2 separate regions of the Zea mays genome follow, and region 1 is linked to region 2. The links are chromatin contacts, called in public Hi-C maps. All regions are on one chromosome and are shown on one strand. The core of a region is the stretch at or near the end of the contact, and the rest is flanking DNA. Distances in the headings are between cores, read along the strand shown. Region 1 has its middle 120 kb from the start of LOC100274788. Region 2 has its middle 81 kb from the start of LOC100283010.

What was found. A called contact is a pair of places that touch in the nucleus more often than the background predicts.
Region 1: a contact with region 2 is called in a Hi-C map of bundle sheath, with 7 times the contacts expected there. The contact joins two enhancer-like sites. A contact is called at or near these places in 2 of 25 Hi-C or Micro-C datasets (bundle sheath and endosperm).

The regions. Positions count from the first base shown.
Region 1 is chr10:31,012,551-31,019,129 of Zm-B73-REFERENCE-NAM-5.0, forward strand. No RefSeq gene overlaps it. Among protein-coding and RNA genes, the nearest start is that of LOC100274788, 120 kb to the right of the region's middle. Within about 2 kb of position 4,936, at least 18 of the 20 cell types and tissues checked have an H3K27ac peak or open chromatin away from gene starts, as enhancers often do. A contact at or near this core is called in bundle sheath, where this site is marked.
Region 2 is chr10:30,447,482-30,453,323 of Zm-B73-REFERENCE-NAM-5.0, forward strand. No RefSeq gene overlaps it. Among protein-coding and RNA genes, the nearest start is that of LOC100283010, 81 kb to the left of the region's middle. Within about 2 kb of position 3,125, at least 17 of the 20 cell types and tissues checked have an H3K27ac peak or open chromatin away from gene starts, as enhancers often do. A contact at or near this core is called in bundle sheath, where this site is marked.

The sequences.
Region 1 (6,579 bases), core at 3,686-6,185, 570 kb after region 2:
ATCTTCAGCTGAGGGGGTAAATTTTCCACTACTGGCTCCAACCGAGTAAAAAATCTTTCTTAGTCGTTGAATGCACTTGTTGCTAAACTCCAGGCATTTTTCTTGAAGATTTGTCAGTAGTTTTCTCAAATCTGAATTTTGCTGAGCTTCGGCTTCAAGTTTTGCATTGAGATCTTGTTTTTCCCGTTCGAACTGCTCAGACTGGCGGAGAAGCTTCGAGTTTAGTTCTGATATTTTTGCTTCAGCTTCCGCCAGTAAGCCTTCGGCTGCCTGGAGCTCAAAGTTCTTTTTCTCAAAAGCATCTGATTGCTCTTTTATTTTGTTTTCCAAGTTTCCGATTATAATTTCATGCTTTTTATCTTCGAGATCTTGCTGCATTTGCAAAGCTTTGCTCAATAGCATGCTCTACATAAACACAACCTTCGTCAGACATGTTTTTATTAGAAACAATAAAAGTTAAGGGACAAGTCATTTACCTTGAAGTTGGAGTAAAACAAACTACCAACGACATGCTGTCGTCGGTAGCGGCTGATATCTGCTTCTAGCTTCGGGAATCCAATACTCTTGGACAGAGTACTGATAACTTTGGCCCCTGTTTGGTCCCGAATACACTCTAATTTCTCATCATCAACGCCTCCGAAGAGGAGTGCCCCAGGTTTGTATCCACAGGATTGGGCATACTCTTTAAGCTCTTCTATTTCAGCTTTTGATAGATGTTCTCCAACTAAGTTTTGGAACGCGAAGGCTTCGTTTTCTGAAGCTTCATCAGCAATTTATTTTCCTTTCTTTGACGCTACGGTCACAGTCTCTTCGGCAACAGTGGCAGCTTCTTCTGCGGCCATGTCTAGCAGCATTTGGTCAATATGTTCAATTGTGCTCTCCAAATTCAAATCTTCAGCTGAGGCAACTTCGGCGGTTGCGGCCTCCGAAGGTGCAATTTCAATATCTGCCCCTTCTGCAGCTGCTCGTGTTTTTTGGGCCGAAGCTCTTGGCGGTGTTTTGTCAATTACCTCTGTTACGGTAATGATTCTTTGTTTCTTTGCCTTGATTATTTTCCTCGATTTCTCGGGCTCCTTGTCCTTCTGAAAAAACTTTGTCAGTTGAGGATCCAGTGGACTTAGCTTCGCAGGTAAGGATTCAGTCATTACCTTCAGAATTTCCTCAACAACAGCAGCAGAAGGTGATGCGGGAGTTTCTTCTGCTTCGGATATTTGTTGCTTCGGAGAAGAAGCCTTCCTTTTCTTTGGAATTTTCTTCTTTATTGGCTCTTTTTCGCCTTCATCTAAGGCTTCAGTCCCCCTTTTCCTTTTTTGGCCTCCGGCACCTTTGTTCAGATCTTCGTAGTCTGGGTACTCGAAACCCAAGGCGTCCAATACTCGATTTAGCCTTCGTTTCGGTCGAGTGCCGAAGGCTGCGGTCATCAATTGATCTTCTTTTTTCGAATAATTGCCAAGTATCTCGTTGCACATCACTTCAATCATATCCAGCCACTCTTGGCAAGGAGCTTTAAAGTATTTCTTAAATTTGAAGCAGTAAGGCAAACGTACAAGTTCACCCTTTTTCTTTTCCCCCTCCAGCTTCGGCATCTCCCACTCTTTTACACTAGGGAAAACCTTGAAAGCCATGAATTCCTGGACCAGGTCCCTTGTACTGATATTCTCTGCAATTATTTTGAATTCATACATTGCTTTTTGAGTTGGACCCTCTGGTAACATGTGGCACTGGGGGCGGGTTTCTCCGAAGGTCAGTTCCAGTGGACTCTGCACAAGCTTTTCTTTATCATCATCAACCTTAACATAGAACCATTCCGATTTCCACCCTGCTGCCCATTTGCTTCGGTAGCTGATCACAGGATACTTCGTAGTTTTCCGATACGCAAAATTATAGCAACCAAAATTGTCATGTAATCCATCCTTTCTAGCCTTTGTCTGATAGTGCAGTTCATGAACTCGGCAAAAGCTGTCCGCAAACGGTTCCACCGCCTGGCTTCGGAGTGCCCAGATATAAACATTAAGCCTAACGATAGCGTTGGGGGTCAGCTGGTGAAAATAGATTCCAAAATTCTTTAATATCTCTGCAATAATCCCATGAAGGGGGAATCTTAATCCAGCCTTTAGGAAACTCTTAAAAATAACAATTTCATCTTTTTCCGGCTTTGGGGTAGTCTCTTCTCCCCCGAAGCGTAATAGCTTCTTTTGATTTTCAGTAAAATAGCCTGACTTTACCATCTTGGACAAATCAGCCTTCGAAACAGTAGATTTCCCGAAGTCCAAATGACTGGGTTTGCTTGGTGTGGCAAGGTGATAATCATCTTCGGAGTCAGTTTCCTCAGCATCTTCTCCTTCTGCTTCAGCGATTGCTTGTTCTGCATCATCAATAGGAGCCTTCTCCGAAGTCACTAGCCCGGATCGTCGCATGGCTTCGGAGATAGGGACAGTCTCCGAAGCATCAGTTTCGTCCCCCTCACGCTCAACCCTAGCGGTAGAACGGACTCTGGCCATTTAACTATGAACTTGTGAAACTTTAATACTTTTTTCTCCGAAGCAGGCTTCAAGAAGGAGCTTCGTTCAATTCTGACAAACAAGCTTCGGCGATGGTTAAGAATTTTGGCAGCAAAACAGTGCAAATAGCAGTAAATGCTGTGGTAACTTCACACCTACTCGTCTGTTTATATAGTGCCGCAGGTAAGAAGGCGAAGCGCCAGAAGTTTTACACCAGGCGGACACCCGCTCGCACTCGCTGAACGGTGGACCACAGAGACCGAACAGTAACTCTGCAAGGTGGGGCCGCTACGCGCAGGGGGAGTGAATCGTTTCTCGGCAACGAGCTCAGGGAAGGTGTTTTTTGGACCTTCGGCTCCCCGAAGCTTAAGAGACTTTTTTCACGGATCAAGCTCGTTACGAAAAACGATCTAGCACCGCGAAAGGGGCTACTGTTGGGTCTATGCTTCGTCGCCGAAGGTCTTCAAGGGAGAAGCGGCTTTATAATGTGTGAGCAGGTATCTTCGGACTTATATCAGAAAGGGAGAAGCTCAAAAGATACAAAGGTTGACACAGCGCCGAAGCTGTGAAGCAGGAAAGCTTCGGCATGTTCGCAGAAAAGGGAACCGACTTAAAGATGAAAAGGCCATTTAGACCTCGATAGAGTGCTATAGAATTATCACCAAATGTAAAGGGCATGTATGTAATTTTGTATGGGTTGTACCCCGTGCCTATAAATAGGTGAACAGTACCCCCGTACTATTCACGCTGACTTGGCATTTTGCTTTTGCGTCATCCTTGTATTTTCATCTCCTTCCAAGCCGAAGGTACATTTATAATTTGATATTGTTCTTATTTCTCTATGATGATATAATAAAGTTAAATGAATAATGTTATATGATTGTTCATACTATCTTTTATGTTTCATATGCTTCGTCTTTCATTAATATATACTTTGATGATGAAGGTTCGTCCTTCATGACCTTCGTCCGAAGATCGTTATATCCTAAGGGAAATAATGCTTCAAAGGACGAAGGACTTTATCGTTTAACATTCTCTGTGTTGCCTTGTTCTTAACTCATAGCATTTGAGAACAAGTCGCCAACATTTAGTTTCCTGTAGTCCACACAAAACCTCGAAGTGCTATCTTTCTTCTTAACCAACAACAACGGAGAAGCAAAAGGGCTTACACTAGGAACAATAAGACCATCCTTCAACAAAGTAGCCTCTTACTTCTCAATTTCATCCTTGTGAAGATGAGAGTACCTATAAGGCCTAGAATTCACTGGTACTGCTCCAGGAACCAAAGGAATATGATGATCATACACCCTAGCAGGAGGTAACTGAGTAGGCACTTCAAACACATCTCCAAACTCCTGAAGTAACTGCTAAAGATCCCCTGTTGTTGTACTCCCTGATATCCAGCCATCTCTTCCAACACCACTAAGGCCCAAATATCATTCCCCTTCACCCATTTGTGCAACTAGGAACCTGTCACATGCTTCACCTCCCCAACACCATCCTCCTCATCACCCTGCAATACTACCTGTCTTCCTTCCATTGTAAACTTCAAAAACTTTTGTTCCCAGTCACATTCCATAGGGTTGTGGTGTCTCAACCAATCATACCGCAAAATAGCATCAAAAGCACTCAAAGTTAAAATCCTCATATCCGTATGAAACAACTGTGCACCAGCCCACCATTCCAATCCTTTCACCATAGTATTACTGACCATAGTCTCTCCATTTGCCGCTTTGACTATCACAGCTGGACAAACTTGAATAGCCAACCCCAACTGATGCACCACATGCCTACTCACAAAACTGGTCGAACTGCCTGAGTCCACCAACACCAACATCAATTGTTTCTGCACTACCGCTCAAATCCTCATACTGTTAATACTGCATTGAAAAGGGTGATCTCATTAGTTGTTTTGTTTTCTACTTATCATCACATAGGAATAACCATACTTAGAGAGAATAAGTAGTTAAAGGAACCAAAGATAATTTGTGCATCATACTGGATTTTAAGTGTTTGTGCATTTAATAATAATAATAATAACACTAATAGGAATATAACCATGCTTTGAGATTTGGGTTGAACACTAGATTGAAATTTAGGATTTGAAAATAGAAATTGAGAAAAAGGAGAGAAAAGAAAGAGAGAAAGGATATAAAAATATAAATAATATATATAAATATATCTCCAAATTGGAACCTTTTATGGTGCAATATAATCTAAGGATAATTTTTTCACAAGTTTGAATTTAAACTAGAATTTAAATATGAATTCGGAAAAGAAAGAAAGGAAAAATAGAAAATAAAAAGAAAAGAAGAAAGAAATGGGAAACGTCTTCTCGGCCCAAACCTGCGTTCGGCCCAACATCGTCTTCCCTGTGTGGCCGGGCTGAGTGGATGCGCCGACAGTGGGTCCTGTGTGTCTGTCTCACTCGCACGCGCGCCGGTCCCCTTCACGCTGGCATGTGGGTCCATTCTCCGCGTGGTGCGATTCTCCTTTTCCCCCCTTTCTCGCGCCGACAACGTGGCCTCACCTGTCAGCACGCTTGCTCATCGGTTTCAACAGATCGCGCGACCTGCACGGCTAGTCTTACGGCGGAGCTCACCGCCCTTTTCCCCTGGGGGAGCTGGACCACATCGCAGATTTTGCACGCCTGGGCGATAAATGCGAGCATCGTCTCTACGCGACCCCTCTCACTCACAATCGCCTGAGTCGTCCCGAAACGCTCACCGAGAGTCACGCCATAGCCGTGGCCGCCGTCGTCGGTTTGCTTTCTCACCGTTGTTGGGAGCCAATTGGGTGGTGCAGGAGAACCATCTCAGGGCGGCGGAAGCATACGTGGCACCTGCGAAGGAGAAAATACCATCATGATCGCGGAATTCCTCGTCGAACTTGGGATCTCCGCTGAGTTGTTGCTCCACCACGGCCATCGACAACCGAGCTTCGGTCCACTGTATGGAATGCGTCAATCGGTCCGCTAAGTTCTCCTGTTTGCGCTGCGCTTGTTGGACGCTAGAATTAGGCCTTGGGTCACTGGGTGGCTAGCTCCGGTGAGGAGCGCGGCCTCCGCTTTGGGCACCACCGTGCGGAACTCGGTGAGGAGGAGGAAGAGTTTGCCCTGACCATTTGATTCGAATGAGCAGTGGAGATCAAATCGCCGTCTCTAATGATCTGGAGGGAATCGGTGGCGTCGGATGAATAGCGGGTTGTCCAGATTAGAAAGGCCATACCCCTTCGTATAATGAGACCTAGACCGTCGATCACAGATCAGATGGTTGTAATCACGCGCTAGTTCATAATAACGTGGTTAGATCTGGGACGTCGTTTCCAGATCCTATGGTTGAGGGGAGAGCGGGTGACTTGTCCAGGGCTAATCTAATTAGGGCGCCTCATTTCCGATCGGACGACCGAGGGATCAAGATACCCCTTCGTCGAGCCTGTTTTGCTAAATAGACCCTAGGAATAGTAGTATTCAACCCGTCGTCCGCTGTTGCTATTCACTGAGTCCTGGGAAAACTAAGGATTAGCCCCTACGATTTCTTGAAATTATGCGCCCAGTCTAGAGATCAGAGGGATTTGATAATTAATAACATAAATTGATTTTTAAGGTATAAATAAATGCTAGAACTTATTTAATTTGTAGAAAATTCATACTTAGTCAAAATTAATCCATTCTAGTTCCTATAATTTAGTAATTTTACTGTTTATCACCTAGTGTCTCTGTTTTGACATGAAAACAGTAATGAAATTTATTTCTTAGATAATCTTGTATCAAATACATAAAACCTTTGGAAATTCATAACTTAAAATCTATAACTCCAAATTTAATGATTCTTTTTCCTATGATCTCATTTTAATATGTAGATTACTAATGTGTATTTTGTTTACGTGGTTGGTGTGATGTTAATTTCTCCTTTATACTATGTATGTTTGTATTGATGCGAGTAGACGAGCAAGCCACAGAGGATTCGGGGGTACAGCAGGTGGAGACTGCTCAGCAGGAGCTCGTTGAAGGCAAGTTGTGCCCTTGATCACTTCCTTTTTACCCAGTCATGTTCTTTTTAATCATAATGATCTGCAT
Region 2 (5,842 bases), core at 1,875-4,374:
ACACGTAGCAATCCAGTGAACTGAAGGGTTGATAAAAAGGCGGCTAGTATAGGCCAAGTGCTTGAACCAGGATAGAAATAACTCTAGATGCAGGTAACTTTACTTAACCTGACAATAAAACTGGATTTTTAAGGATCCACTATTAGTAAGCATATCTGCAAATAGAGTCTTTGATGCTTGATCAGCTTTACCTTGACTCCCTCAAGCCAGCATATCCTTGAGAGTCTTTTTATTTTGTTCAGGTAAGACTTGCGAAAGTACACTCCGTACTCAGGGTTTTCGAACCGATGTTGTTGTAGGTGAGGAAACAACAGAGTTTTCTTGTTTATGTTCAAAGGTGGTACCAAAAGAGGAGCCAAAACAGTGATCGTGCATGCGGGAGGATGTTTGCCTCCCAGTTTGAAAGCAATAAACTTTTGTGCGGGAGGGTGTTTTGCCTCCCTGGTTTGTAATAATACTTTATGCACTCATAGCACCCGTACTGTAATAATACTCTTTCTCTCTGTATTTTATGAATGTAAATTAAGTCATTGTAATCCGCTTCCGCTTATTATTTCCTCCGATGTGATGTAATGTCTACGTGATGGGTGAAGCGCTCTTGGGCGATATGATGTTGATACAGAAAACCGAACTTGTTGAGTGATTATGTGCATCTGCATGGTGTTCCGAGGTCCTTGGGACAAGGGCATCTGTATGTGGGCCTAATACATTGGGAGGTTCTGTCACAATAGTTTATGGGAAGAGCACATGCAAGACTCCCTCGTCTGACCGCCATCGCAGCAAAATCAACCCGAGAACCTCCCTGCATGCAACTCCCCTACTGCCCTTGCCCCTTTCGGGTAAGGTAGTCTTCCACTAGCTTTCCTAATTAGTCAGCCAAGGGCGTCCCATACCACCCTTGTGGTGGCACTGTTTTCCCGGGTGGTTCACCATGTTCCCATTAACATAATGATCTTATCATGAACAGTAAATAATAAACTGATAACAAAAGTGTGAACATGAGTAATGTTTATCTCTGTACCCAAAACCACATAAAGCAATAGCATATACTACCCAAAAAAATTCAGTGGTAAAACAAGGTATAAAGATAGCCAAAAATAGGGTAACCTATTGGATCCCATCAAATTAACGTATGCAGGTCATTATGATTAATAAGAACATGATTAGGTAAAAAGGAAGTGATCAAGGGCACAACTTGCCTGGGACTTGAGATTACAGGTACCAGGATGATCCTCAGATTCTCGTGACCTCACTGCTAGTCGTAGCAATATAAACAGACATGGTATAGACAAAATTAACATTACACCAAACATTAGAACAAACTGAATAATAATGATTTACGCGATGCTACGAGATCGTGGGATTGAGAACTACTAAGATCGGAGTTACGATTAAGGAGTTATGATTTTATAGAAGATCTGTGTGATTAAAATATTAAACTATACTATAAATTGGTTAATATAAATCATATGAGAGGTTATTCTATAAATAATTATCTCAACTTTAATCTAAGTTATAAATTGACCATAGATCATATTCTAGTAGATTATAATGATAAGTAGTTTAACGAGACCAACCAACATAAGTTAAATAAAGATCTAATTATAAAATAACAAGACATGGTATAATAAATGTTGTTATTGCATAGTAAATATTCATATAAGCTAAAGCAACTGGAAAGGTTTAGTTCGGAGTTATAGATTTTAAGTTATGAATTTCTAAAGATTTTATGTGTTTTGTACAAGATTAACTAGGATATAAATTTTAATGTGACTTTCATGTCAAAATAGTGGCACTAATTGATAAACAATAATATTATAAAATTATAGAAATTGGAATAGATTGATTTGGTCTTCATATGAATTTTCTATGAATTAAACCAATTCTAGCAATTATTTTTGCATTAAAAAGTATTTTCCAAATGAATTTATTTGATTTTCTAATTATCTAGACCGAGCGCATCATTACCAGAGAGTCCAGGGGCTAAACCATAAATGTTACGTAGACTCAGAACTCCCCCGCCAGGACTGCGGGTTATTTCCCTCAAAACCCAAGGTCTCTTTAGTAAAAGGTTCTAACCGAATGGGTGCGGGCTAATCCTAGCCGCCCGATTCACAATCGACGTTCCAGATTAGATCGAAGCCTCGCGAAATGGTACGCCACCCGAGCCCCAGGATCCAAGATCTACGCCCCGGATCCCACTACGTCTTTACCGCACACAAGCCCTCGGATGAGTCGCCAATGGCTCGGATTTAAAGTGTGAAGGGGTAGGCTCCCGCGCCTAATCTCAGCCGTCTACTCGAAGATCCATGGCTGAAAGACCCGTCTCCTACCCCGCGTCCCCTAGACGGCGGTGCCGGCCAATCTCCCGCAGTGGAGGAGCCCGACGAGATCCACGCCCGGCGCTACGTTCATCATTTACCCAAACTAAAAAGTGCTACACGAAGCGGGAATCGATGCGTAGCAGATTAGGGTGACATTACACGAAGCTATAGCGCGGGTGATACCGCCCACGACATCCATGCGGACCCACGGTGGTGACATACTCCAGCGTCAAATTCCTAACGCACAATCATCCCATTGCCTTCTCAAATCGATGCTACTTATCGCAGACGTGGAGAAGAAAGCTTGGAGAGGTTTCTCACCGGCAATTGGGCGGTGTTTAGGTCTGGCGACGTTGTGGGGTGTCTCTGCAGCTTCCGTGAAGTCCGTCAATGAACTCCCGTCGCCCCGGACTCTTCCCACGCCCAGCGAGGCCCCACACGCGATAAGCACGATCCTTCGAGACCTCAAGGGAACTCGCCAGAGCCTAGACGACGGTGTGGTCGAGTTGCCCGCGGCGGCGTCTTCAAGCTCTCCCTCTCTTACCTCCTAATCGGCCGTGGTGGTGGGCAGCTTTCGCGTTTTTCCCGGGTGCTGGATCATGACGCCGAGACAGTAACAGCCCGCAAAATTCAAGCAAGTGGGCGCTCGCCTGAGGTCTCGGTTGATCCGTTCGCAACGGTGCCGTCCGAGTCAAACAGGGAAGAAGACCCTACTGTCGAGGGGGTCCCACAAGCAGTGAGTGAGTGGGGCGGTACGCGCGTAAGCACGACCGGGTCCACGAGTCAGTGCCAGCTTTACGTACGCGCGCGCGGTGAGGAGTGAGGCTGGCGGCTAGGGTTTTGGCACAGTGGAAGCGCGCGCGGTGGAGAGTAGAAGCGGGACGGCGCGGGGTAGTGGGCCATGAGGAGCAAATTCGACCCATGCAGTGGAGGTGAACCTTTTCTTTTATTTTGTTTTCTGTTTTTTTTTCTATTTCTATTCCCATCTTCAATATTCAGATTTAAATAGGGGTTTCAAATTCTAATTTAATTGTAACATCTAGAATAACAACATGAAGGCAAAGTATATATTTTTATAGACTTATATATTTATTTTAAGTATTTTTGTTTCCTTTGCCTCCTCCTTTTCTATTTTATTTTCTATTCCCCTTTCTCTTATTCTCAAATTCCAAACTAAATTTAAATTCATGTTTGAACTTTGAATTCACAATTCTCTCTTGAATAATACTTTTGCTCTTTGAAATTTTATTTATTTATTATTTATTCTTCTTCCCACCATTTAATTCTAGCAATAGTAAATGACTTTAATACAATTTCCTTCCTCTTTTCTTTTTGAAGTTAAACATTCAAAGGCATGAGAAATACAGGAAGGTTTCAAAAATCCCTAAAGCGCGATTCTTAAATTTTTTATTTCATTATTATTATTATTATTGTTTTTTCCTACCAATTTTGGGCTTTACAAATCCTACCCCCCTTAACAGAAATCTCGTCCCCGAGATTTGAATGAAAAGGGATGTATACTCATATGGTCTCAACACATATGCACAAACAAAAATCTCAGCATGATGCATAGTTTATTAGCAACACATGGGTCAAATAGACCTTATTATTCCTCCTAAAATAGTATCATACCATCTACTAACTAAAGTAACATTTAGGTCTTACAAATAGTAGTATATATATATATATATATATATATATATATATATATATATATATATATATATATATATATATATATATATATATATATATATATATATATATATATATATATTTATGTAGCTTGGTGGAGCTGGTGGTGGTGGAGGTAGTGGGTGTTGTTGTTGTTATCTTTCCAACCGTGCTTGCCTTATTTCTTAAAGTATCTCCAGCCGGTCCTGACGTATTTCCTGGCGTTCTTGTCTTATCTGATTTTGCATTTCGGTAACTATGTTTGTCATTTGTTGTATTACCATCATTTGGGCAGCAACCACTTGATCGATTCCAACCGATGGAGGATCTGGAGGACTCATTTCTGTTTGCTGTTGCCTGATAGTCCTCCCTTCCTGGTATTGACCATCTGAGTTAGAAGCATATGGTAAAATAGTTTTTTAAGGAAAATTATTTGGTAGGCAGAACGAATAAGCTAGTAGCTGGTTATGGACTGAAGAGTCTTTGGCAGGGCTTAATCTATTGTTTTATATCAAGCTTGGGATAACTAGTCGTATAAGGTGAATATACAAAGGTAAAATAATATCTGTTAAGATGAGATAGATATGGGTGAGATAGACTTACATGGTGTAGGTCAAAATCTTGTTTGATGTTAGGTGAGGATAGACAGATTATACAATCCATCATGACTCTATGGGTTCGGTTAGCTCATGGTTGAGTTGATATAATGTGCTAAATTAAGTTAACACCTTAGAAGGGTCCAAGTTCTATTAATCTGTTTAAGCAGACCACATTGGATTAGATCACACTAGATCACATTAAATTCTATACTCCTATTTAAGAATACCATTTAGTTAAGCATATCAAGCTGACTTTACCTTTATGAAATTCTAGTATATATTTTTTCTAAGTGGTATTTCCAATTAGTATTTTTTTATATACCAAAAATTTTCATGCCATTAACAGGTGTGGCATAGAAAACAAGGGTACATCATGTTTTAGCTATTTGGTGAGTGTAGAGAAGGTTTGGGGGTAAAAGAAAGTTAAGTAAGTGAGATTTTTTTATTCCGGATGGTGGATCTTGTTTCATCTGAAGGTCTGTTTCTATCCATATCCTTCATTGTCGAGGTTAACCTTCTTTTTGGGTCTGATTTAGGGACCATCAGTCTTGGTGTTAGATACTATCATCCGAGTTGGGATAACGATTACGGGTACATGGGGTAGGTAGGTTGAACAGAGTTTTACTTTGTTTTTGGGATAAATGGGTTGGGCAAACTATAACATAGGGTAGGTCGTGGTTTCTCGGACGAATTGGTCTATGACACCAATATAGGTTTAAAACCCATTTATAGGAATATGGTCTATCTATGTTGCCAGTATTAACTGACTTGTTTAAGTCACTCCCTTTAGATTGGATCATATTATATTAGGTAGGGTCTAGATTAAATTGCATATAACTAGATTAGACTAGTTTAAGTTGATTAGATCTACCAGGGTAGAATAAATACTATTAGGATATGTTATATTCTTTTGAGATAGGATAAATTATATGGTGTAAGCAAGTCAGAATCTCTGTTAGGTTAAAACAGAGGGGTTATGCAACTATCGGGTGGTTAAGGTAGTTGCATATGGCCAGGTTGGACTAAGATTCCATTTTAGATTAAAACATATTTATAAGACTAGGATCCAATCTTATTTTACCAGTATTATCTGACATGCTTGTCCATTAGGTTAGGTCTGATCAGATTAGATGGGATCAAAATTAAATTGGTGTAATCAGATTAGACTAGATAAGATCTACTTATTTTATTTTGGAATAGATCATGTTTGTTACACTATTATGAGATAAGCAAAGTGGTGGGGAT